3 separate regions of the Sus scrofa genome follow, and regions 1 and 3 are each linked to region 2. Evidence: chromatin contacts called from public Hi-C and HiChIP or PLAC-seq data. All regions are on one chromosome and are shown on one strand. The core of a region is the stretch at or near the end of the contact, and the rest is flanking DNA. Distances in the headings are between cores, read along the strand shown. Region 1 has its middle 54 kb from the start of CMTM8. Region 2 overlaps CMTM8 (CKLF-like MARVEL transmembrane domain-containing protein 8). Region 3 overlaps CMTM7 (CKLF like MARVEL transmembrane domain containing 7).

Evidence for each region. Hi-C and Micro-C count contacts between places; a contact is called where the count stands out from the background. HiChIP or PLAC-seq counts read pairs in DNA pulled down with a chosen protein or histone mark.
Region 1: a contact with region 2 is called in a Hi-C map of alveolar macrophages, with 2.0 times the contacts expected there. The contact joins two enhancer-like sites. A contact is called at or near these places in 7 of 47 Hi-C or Micro-C datasets (alveolar macrophages, embryonic fibroblasts, fetal liver and 4 more).
Region 3: an H3K27ac HiChIP or PLAC-seq map of alveolar macrophages shows a contact between it and region 2. The contact joins two enhancer-like sites. A contact is called at or near these places in 1 of 5 promoter capture datasets (liver), 14 of 47 Hi-C or Micro-C datasets (alveolar macrophages, blood, embryonic fibroblasts and 8 more) and 2 of 2 datasets of contacts at active chromatin or transcription factors (alveolar macrophages and skeletal muscle).

The regions. Positions count from the first base shown.
Region 1 is chr13:18,188,033-18,191,199 of Sscrofa11.1, forward strand. No RefSeq gene overlaps it. Among named protein-coding and RNA genes, the nearest start is that of CMTM8, 54 kb to the right of the region's middle. Within about 2 kb of position 1,374, at least 15 of the 83 cell types and tissues checked have an H3K27ac peak or open chromatin away from gene starts, as enhancers often do. A contact at or near this core is called in alveolar macrophages, where this site is marked.
Region 2 is chr13:18,288,986-18,292,452 of Sscrofa11.1, forward strand. The region is part of intron 1 of CMTM8 (CKLF-like MARVEL transmembrane domain-containing protein 8); the gene reads left to right. Among named protein-coding and RNA genes, the nearest start is that of CMTM8, 47 kb to the left of the region's middle. Within about 2 kb of position 1,271, at least 7 of the 83 cell types and tissues checked have an H3K27ac peak or open chromatin away from gene starts, as enhancers often do. A contact at or near this core is called in alveolar macrophages, where this site is marked.
Region 3 is chr13:18,385,933-18,389,381 of Sscrofa11.1, forward strand. The region is part of intron 1 of CMTM7 (CKLF like MARVEL transmembrane domain containing 7); the gene reads left to right. Among named protein-coding and RNA genes, the nearest start is that of CMTM7, 15 kb to the left of the region's middle. Within about 2 kb of position 1,434, at least 10 of the 83 cell types and tissues checked have an H3K27ac peak or open chromatin away from gene starts, as enhancers often do. A contact at or near this core is called in alveolar macrophages, where this site is marked.

The DNA of each region.
Region 1 (3,167 bases), core at 124-2,623, 100 kb before region 2:
TGATTTGCATTCCCCTGATGATGAATAATATTGAGCATCTTTTCCTGTACCTTGTTGGACCCCATTCTCATCTCGTCCTGCAGTCATAAAAGTGTGAAAGCCCTTGGAAGTCAGTTTAGAATAAATTGTTGTGGAGTCCCTGGGGCCTGGCAGTTAAAGGGCCCATTAAAGCCATGACTATGGCAATAATAATAATAATAATGAATAAAATAAAATAAATTGTCGCAGATGCCCAGAGTAATCACCTGAGGGCAGTGCAGCATGAGGATTATTCAGCCAGCATCGCAGACTCATCAGATCCTCAGGGGATACCTTCTAGGACCCCACTGGATGCCTGAAGCCACAGATAGTACCAAGCCCTGTATATACTATATTTTTTTCCTACACATACATATACACCCATGATAAAGTTATTATTAAGGTTGCACCTGTGGCATATGGAAGTTCCTGGGCTAGGGGTTCAATCAGAGCTGCAGCTGCCAGCCTATACCACAGCTACAGCAACACCGGATCTGATCTGTAGCTCCAACCTATGACACAGCCTGTGCCAACACCAGATCCTTCACCCACTGAGCGAGGCCAAGGATGGAACCCACATCCTCATGGAGACTAGTCAGATTCTTAACCCACTGAGCCACAGGAACTCCCCCCAATAAAGTTTATAAGTTAGGCACAGTAAGAGAATAACGACAATAATTAGTAAAAAAAAAAAAAAAAAATGACAATTATAACAATATACTGTGCTAAAATTTATGTGATTGTGGTCTCTCAAAATGTCTTATTTTATTTATGTTTCATGCCTTTTCCATCTTAACTAAGCACTTATCATGCACTGTGGTCAAAACTTTTGCAATTTGATGTGTGACAGCAAAACTAGCATGAATTTCTTTTTCCTTCTTCACAATTTCACAGGTGGAATATTCATGTGTAGATCTTAGCACCCTCAGCATTCGATTTTTTTTTCTTTCCTTGTAAAGTTGAGAACTTTTACCTTTTCACTTAAAGGAATAACTTTATGGCTTCTCTTTGTCATAATCCATCCTGCTAACGTCACTACTCTTGCACACTGGGGTAAAAGAAAGGTGACTTGCACACAAGCACTGCAGTACCTTGACTGTGGGTCTGAGACCTTAGGCGGCTGCTAAGTAACTAAGGGGCAGGAAATGCCAGACAAAGGGAAGATTCACATCCTGGGCGGGACAGAGTTGGTCAGTGCAAGATTTTATGAGATTACTCAAAACAATGTACCATTTAAATTTACGACCTGTTTATTTCTGGAATTCCCCATTTTGTATTTCCAGACCACAGTTGACCACAAGTAACCAAAGTCATGGGAAGTGAAACCTCAACTCAGGGGACACTGCTGCGCTCATCAAGGGCATATCATGCGCTAAGGGGAGCTTGTCACCAGGGCACTGAGCTGCCCTGGGAAGTCAGGGAAGGCTTCCTTGAGAAGGTGACCCTCGAAGTATGTATCAGGAGGTGACTAAGTAGGGGAGGGAAGAGTGTCCCAAGGCCTGCTCTGCACTGGCTGAGCCTCATGAGTGAGGAATTAAAGGACGGGGCGGGGAGGTGGCGGGTCCTAGCTGAGAGGGTGAGTGGCATGTAGAGCAGACCCTAGTTAGAGCTGAGTTTCTAGATTCTGCTACGTTTATTCAAAGGCTACTCTGTGCCAGACACTTTCCCATAACCTCCTCACTTCAAGGCAGGCAATAACAGTCCAAATTCACAGAGGAACAGAGGCATGGTTCCCACCAGCCTTTCCTCAAGCCACGCCCCCTTCCCTGACTGTTCTGTTCTGTTCTTTTCCTTTTTCCTTCTCTTCCCTTTCCTTTCCTTCCTTTCTTTTTCAGCTGCACCCGTGGCATATAGAAGTTCCCAAGCTAGAGGTGGAATTGGAGCTGCAGCTGCAGGCCTACACCACAGGCATGGCAATACTGGATCTGAGCCACATCTGTGACGGACAACTCAGCTTATGGCAATCCTGGATCCTTAACCCACTGAGCAAGGCCAGGAATCAAACGTGCATCCTCACAGAGACAGCGTTGAGTCCTTAACCCACTGAGCCACAGCAGGAACTCCCCAGAGACTGGTCCTTTTCTCTAGCAGCTGCTAGGTCCTGCCTTTCCTTCAAGGCATAGGGTCAATTCCCTCTTCAAGTTGAATGTCATTGGCCTTGCTGTGCATATGTCCTGTCTTCTCCTCTACCCTGAATCTCCCTGAGTTAGAGGTTCTGCTAATATCTCAGTGTGTCCCATTGACAGCCTGGAGCTGACATCTACGTGGTGCTGTGACCCAGCTGGCTCCAGTCTTAGAGTACTGTTGAGGACATGCAGAAAGACATGGCACTGTGGCAGATTTTCACCATGGCTCCACTCTGAACCCACCTTGGCCCTGAGACTTCTTTTTTTTTTTTGTCTTTTTAGCTATTTCTTGGGCCGCTCCCACGGCATATGGAGGTTCCCAGGCTAGGGGTCGAATCGGAGCTGTAGCCACCGGCCTACGCCAGAGCCACAGCAACGCGGATCCGAGCCGAGTCTGCAACCTACACCACAGCTCACGGCAACACCGGATCCTTAACCCACTGAACAAGGGCAGGGACCGAACCCACAACCTCATGGTTCCTTAACAAATCCTTAGTCGGATTCATTAACCGCTGCACCACAACGGGAACTCCTTGGCCCTGAGACTTTACAGACTCTGCTGTCAGGGCTCAGCCTGTGACTGGCTTTGCAGTGTGACATGACAAATGACGAAGTGCCAGGTCCAAGCCTCATAAGTATTTGCCAACTTGACTTCTCCTCTCCCTTTGCTCTTTTTAGTCCATTTCCAGGAGATAACATGAATTGTATTTTAAATAGTTTACTGTATATAGTAGCTCAAATTCTTTATTTTTTATTTTTAAAATTTTATTTTGAGGACCACATCTGTGGCTCATGGAAGTTCCCAGGAGGGGTCAAAGCAGAGCCACAGCTGCTGGCCGATGCCACAGCCACAGCAACATCAGATCTGAGCCAAATCTGTGACCTACATCACAGCTCACGGGAACACCGATCCTTAACCCACTGAGCGGAGCCAGGGATGGAACCCGCAATCTCATGGACACTCTGTTGGGTTATAAATTGTTGATGTTTTTTACTAATACAGAAAATAATGGAAGAACATTC
Region 2 (3,467 bases), core at 21-2,520:
TCTGTTTCTGTTTTGTAAATAAGTTCATTTGTATCATTTCTTTAGATTCCACATATAAGTGATATCATATGATGTTTGTCTTTGTCTGACTTAGTTCACTTAGTATAATCATCTCTAGGTCCATCCATGTTGCTGCAAATGACATTATTTCATTCTTTTTATGGCTGAGTAATATTCCATTGTATATATATACCATTGTGTGTGTGTGTGTATATATATATATATATATATATATATATCCATTCCTCTGTCAGTGGACACTTAGGTTGCTTCCATGTCTTGGCTATTTTAAATGGGGCTGCAGTGAATATTGGGGTGCCTGCATCTTTTTGAACTACGGTTTTCTCCAGATATATGCTGAAGAGTGGGAATGCTGGATCACATGGTAGTTCTATTTTTCGTTTTTTTGAAGACCTCCTGGGACTGCAGGGTTGCTTCACTCTGAGGGCTCTGTAGTTGCAAAATGAGCTGTGCTGCTTCAGGTGTTCCTACTGGATTTGAGGTTCCATGGGTTGAAGCCCCTGCTTTTCTCACCCAGGTTTTTCTCAGGAGGAGTAGGACATGACTCAGCCACAGAGGAACAGAGGGGTGTGTGCCCACTTGGGCGCTTTGTGTGTTGTTGATCCTTGACCCTGCCAGTAGAGGGCAGCAGAGCAGCCCAACTTCTGTCCAGGTTTTCATTATTTTAATAGCCTCATGAGGGTGCCTTTTCAACTCATCCCCCATGTGTTTGCTCTCAAAAAATGGTTGTTTTTCTGGAAGATTTGGGTTCCAGCCACTGGGCAAAGATTACCACCCCCCCCCAATTATGAGCTAGTGTAAAAAGTGATTTTAGGTGATTTTAGGAAAATCGTTCTCTACTTTTTTTTTACTCTTTTTAAAAAATTTTACATTGGAATGTAGTTGATTTACAATGTTGTGTTTCAGGTGTACAGCAAAGTGATTCAGTTATACATGTACATATTTCCATTCTTTTTCAGATTCTTTTCCCATATAGGGTATTATAGGATATTGGGTAGAGTTCCCTCTGCTATGCAGTAGGTCCTTGTTGGTTATCTATTTTATATATTGTAGGGTGTATCTGTTAATCCCAGACTCCTAATTTATCCCTCCCCCTCAGTTGCCGTCTGCTTTTGAAGGGGGATCATACCACTTACTCACCTTGAATGGACACTGTCTGAATTTGAACTTTTAACCAGGCCATTCTCTTCTATGAAGCAACCTTGGTGACTAAGACTCCCTTTGTGGAATAAAGGGTGACCTCACCCAGCCCTGTCTGTTCCCAGGGTGGACGCTCCAGGCTGCTGTATCCATCTGCAATACAGTAGTGTCATTACAGCGTCTTGTGCAAAATGGTGATGGTGAAAGAACAATTTCTTCTATTGTTCACCAGCCTTGTCTGGAGGAACATTTAATTACCAGCTTGTGGTAGTTAAGGAGAAAAAAAGGTTCTTGAAACTCGGGGGGCTTTGATGGTTTAAAATTAAGCCTGTGTGTAGGAAAATAAGATCTGTGTGTGGGAAGAATTTAGGGGGAATGGTTCGGGTACTAATTTATACACTTGAAGTGTGTATTTATGAAGGAGTCCTGGATAAGAATAACATTGTAAAAGTCAAAGATGCTGAGGAAGCCCAGGGTGAAGGTAAAGAGGTCTGGTTTATGTTCCCCAGCATGGTCTTGGTCATTGGCAGTGCTCCTTGTTCATAGAATCCCCACAAAAAATCTCGATCATCTTCGAACTAAAAACTTTGACTATTGGAAGATCTAGACTATGAGACATGCACTAGACACGTGACTTTTTGCCTTTTGAAATCTTTCCTTCTCTTAATTTTTTCCCCCCAGAAATCTTGGTCTGTTTCTAGGGAAACCCTAGCTAGGAACTTTCCTTATATCAGCTTCTGCTTATAAAATGAGAACAATCCTGATTTTTATGTCACATTTGCTCTTCCCTGTCAGCCAGCCCCTCATCACCTGGCCATCTTGGGTTCACTCAGAGAGTCTGGGGTATTTACGTGGAGAATAGTCCTTGGTCCTCGACATAGAGTATGGGGTCAGAGAGTGTCAGGGCACCATTTCCAAAGGTAAGTGTCTCTTCTTTCTACTCTTTTTTGGAGAAGATTTCCAAAGGGAGCATTGGTTTAAATCAATGAAAATACTGGCTTAGGTTACCCTGAATTTTGTAAACAAGTTGGAGTACTTTGGTTGAACCATAGGAATGCCAGGATTCTACATAGCTTGGCTGTTCTTAGACTAGGGATAGGTTTTTCTACTACAGGAGTCATTGACTCAAGGGGAGAAACCTCATAAACTGGTTGAAAGGCAGACAATCTTAAAGGAAACTTATCCAAATCTTAAAAATAAGGCAGGAGTTCCCGTCGTGGCGCAGTGGTTAACGAATCCGACTAGGAACCATGAGGTTGCAGGTTCGGTCCCTGCCCTTGCTCACTGGGTTAACAATCCGGCGTTGCCGTGAGCTGTGGTGTAGGTTGCAGACGCGGCTCGGATCCCGCATTGCTGTGGCTCTGGCGTAGGCCGATGGCTATACCTCCGATTCAACCCCTGGCCTGGGAACCTCCATATGGCGCGGGAGCGGCCCAAGAAATAGCAACAACAACAACAAAGACAAAAAGACCAAAAAAAAAAAAAAAAAAAAAAAAATAAGGCAAAAAGTGATTACTAGGTGCCTTTTCAGTATGCTGCTGAAACGTTGTCTAGCAAGCCTACCAAAGATCATCCAATATTCTAGTAAATATTTTAGCCTTTGCAGGCTCTCTGGTCTCTATGGTAATTACTAAACTCTGTTGTATTGTGAACGCAGCTGTAAACAACACATGAACAAATGCATTCAACTGGAGTGGTTAGAGAACCTGACTGGCATCCATGAGGATGTGGGTTCAGTCCCTGGCCTTGCTCAGTGGATTGGGAATCTGGCGTTGCTGTGAGCTGTGGTATAGGTCGCAGATGTGGCTCAGATCTGGCATTGCTGTGGCTGTGGCATAGGCCAGTGGCTACAGCTCTGATTGGACCCCTAGTTGCCTGGAAGCCTCCACATGCCCTAAAAAGACAAAAAGACCAAAAAAAAAAAAAAATCATTCAACTGTGTTCCAATAAAACTTTACTTTTGGGCATTGACATTTGAATTTCATATAATGTTCAGGTGTCATAAAATACTTTTCTTTTGATTCTTTTCAACCATTTGAAAATATAAAAAATAATGTATCTTTCATAGGGCCTATGAAAGCAGGCTGATATTAATAAGTTGCAAATGATTTTTGTCCAATTAAAACATGATTTCTCCCAGGTAGAAAAGGACTAAAGGGTAAAGCTTTATGCCCTGTAGTACATTAACTAGTTTGGTATTGGAGTTTCTAATCAATTCCAGCATTTATCTTCTCCACAGGTTTTTTCCCTCCACTTGGGTGCCCTCATTTGAGCCAGCTTTGTCATCCTGCTGATTCCTTCATCAA
Region 3 (3,449 bases), core at 184-2,683, 97 kb after region 2:
ATCTTTTTAATTTAATTTTTAATTTTATTGGAGTACAGTTGATTTACAATATGGTGTTAGTTTCAGGTGTACACAAAAATGATTCAATTATACATACATGTAAATCTATTCTTTTCCATAGAGGTTATTACAGAATATTGAGTAGATTTCCTTGTGTTATACACTAGGTCCTTGTTGATTATCTGTTTTGTATATATTAGTGTGTAAATGTTAATCCCAAATTCCTGATTTCTCTCTTCCCCCCACATTTCCTCTTTGATAACCATAAGTTTATTTTTTGAAGTCTATGAGTCCGTTTCTGTTTAGTAAGTTATTTGCATTACTTTTTAAATTATATTCCACATATAAGTGATATCATATGATATTTGTCTTTCTCTGACTTACTTCACTTAGTATAATCATCTCTAGGTCCATCCATATTCCTGCACATGGCATTATTTCATTCTTTTTTATGGCTGTGTAGTATTCTATTGTATATATGTATCTTGTCTTCTTTCTCTTTCTCTTTTTTTTTTTTTTCTTGGCCATGCCCATGGCATGTGGAAATTCCCAGGCCAGGGACCAATCCCACACAGCTCCCAAACCACTGCAGTGACAGCACTGGACACTTAACCTGCTGGGCCGCAGGAGAACTCTTGGATCACATCTTTATCCATTCCTCTGTCAGTTGACATTTAGGTTGCTTTCATATGTTGGCTCTTGTGAATAGTGCTGCAGTGAATACTGAGGTATGTATATCTTTTCAAATTATAGTTTTGTCTGGATATATGCCAGGAGCAGGATTGCTGGATCATAAATGGTAGCTCTATTTTTAGTTTTTTAAGAAACCTCCATACTGTTCACCATAGTGGTGCACCAATTTACATGAATCAGTCTTACTTATCTTTCCTGACCTTGATGTTTGTGAAGAGTCCAGGACAGCAGGCCCCATCACTGGAGTTTAAAGTCAGTTTGGAGAGACCCTCTGATTCTCAATATTTTGTAACTACAGTAGAGGCAAAGGGAAAGAAAAAAAACAGAAAAGAAAATGTTTTTGGACCATTGTGACCTTATCTCAATTTTAATACTTTTGTTTTCACAAATGTCCTTTTTGCAAACTTCCTATCTGAAGGTAACTGTTCTAGCTGAGCTTTAACTACCCTGTTCTGTTAAGAAAACCAAAAAAACAGCTCAAAGTTCCCATGCTTGGGACAAAGGCTGAAATTGATTAAGGGGTTCTTATCTACCAAGTCCTGTTCTGTGAACGTGCATGAATTACCTCGCTTAATCCTCACAACAGCCTCACATTTAGGTGCTATTAGCTTTCATATTTTTTGCCCAGCATCTGAGTGCACTGTCGGATACAGAGTTCAGCAGAGGTCTTAGCTATTCGCCAGAAGGCGTGCTCCATCTCCCAGGGTGAAGGCTTGTTTCCGGTTGACACCTATACAACCCCAGCCTTTGTATTTGAGTGGCCATGCGGCTAGTTGTCACCAGTGCAGTGAGCGTAGAAGTGCCATCATCACTTCCTGTTTGAGGCTTTAAAGAGGCAGAATTCTCTCGTCATTGTCTGCTGTATGAAGAGGACTCTAAGACCCTATTGTTCATATTTAAAAATAAGGAAACAGGGAGTTCTCTGGTGACTCAGTGGGTTGAAGATCTGGCGTTACTGCTGTGGCATGGGTTCAATCCCTGGCCCAGGAACTTTGGCATGGGGTGGGCACGACCAAAAAAAAAAAATAATAAGGAAACAGAAACCATCTTAGGGCTAGAGACAGCCTGCTTCTCCTGGTCCTGCCTCTGAAGAGCCTTCTCCAGCTCCCCCATCTAAAGTGGTTCCCCCAACTCCACCCTAACCACCCCATCACCCTGTTCCATTCTGCTTTCTTCCCAGAACTTCTTTAGCTGAAATCCCCTTGCTCATGTCATCATTACCCACTGATGGTGAGTCTTTTCTGCCAGGACCTGAACTGTGAAGGGGCAGTGACCATCCTGTCGAGGTCACTGCAGGGTGCCTGAAATTTAGAAAGCACTCCTAATCTTTTTTTTTTTTTAACCACTTTAAAAAAATTAAAGAGTAGTTGGAGTTCCCATTGTGGCTCAGTGGGTTAAGAACCTGACTAATATCCATAAGGATGCAGGTTTGATCCCTGGCTTTGCTCAGTGGTTAAGGATCTGACATTGCTGCAAGCTGTGGCATAGGTCACTGATGCTGCTCAAATCCAGTGTTGCTGCTGTGGCTGTAGCGTAGGCTGGCAGCTGCAACTCCAGTTGCATCTCTAGTCCAGGAACTTCCATATGCTGCAGGCTTGGCTGTAAAAAGAAAAAAAAAAATTAAAAGTATAGTTGATTTACAAATGTTGTGCCAATTTCTGCTATACAGCAAAGTGACTCAGTTATACATATATATACGTTCTTTTTTTATATTCTTTTCCATCATGTTCTATCCCAGGAGACTGAATATAGTACCCTGTGCCAGTCAGTTTCTCTTTTGTGGATAGGTTCATTTGTGCCATTTTTTTAGCTTCCAAATATTAGTGATACCATATGGTATTTGTCTTTCTCTTTCTGACTTACTTCACTTAGTAGGATCGTCTCTAGGTTCGTCCATGTTGCTGCAAATGGCATTATCTCATTCTTTTTTATGGCTGAGTAATATTCCATTGTATATATGTATGACATATTCTTTATCCATTCCTCTCTTGGTGGGCATTTAGGTTGCGTCCATGTCTTGGCTGTTTGAATAAATAAATGGCCCTCCTCTTCTAAATTCCTTTTTTTTTTTTTAAGTATCTTTGCCCACTTTCCTCCACTGTGTCATCAAGATCGTGAGCAATGCATCATTCCGTAGAAGAACCCATGAAGGCACTAAAAGTGAGTGCTGCTGCTGGGCTCATAAGCTGGCCTTTGGCTCCTCCTTCTAGGAATGATGCTAAATGTGCCTGTTTCACTTTCTTACCACCTTAGCCCCACAATCTCAGGTTCCCAGGGCTTCAAAGACTTATCTCCTGTAGTCTCTGAGATTTTCTTCTGTGTGTAGATACCCATTCCCAAGTTTGGATGCTGACATGTCGCAGGCACTAGTAACTGCTCCACAACTGCTGTCTTGTCTGGCCGGCATCCATTGCACATCTGGCCCTGGCTCGAGGGAAGTGAAAATGTGAAAAAGGGAGTATCTTTGAATCAGTGAAGTGTGGTTAGTATGAGGGTGATAAGTATGATGCAGACAGAGGATGCTGTGAGCACAGCAAATGGATCCTCCCCAGCCTAAGTTTCAGACCTTCCTGGGAAAGGAATCTCCAGGCTGAGACCTGATCTTGGGAAGGGGAGGCAGGGATAAAGGCAGGAAGAGCATTCTGGAGGAGGAAACAGCCTGTGCAAAGGCCCAGAGTTGAGAGAGAAGGTATGATTTGAAAATATTCTTGATCCAGTTTGCAAAATGGGCTTTTTGGTCATGGTGCAATATGGAA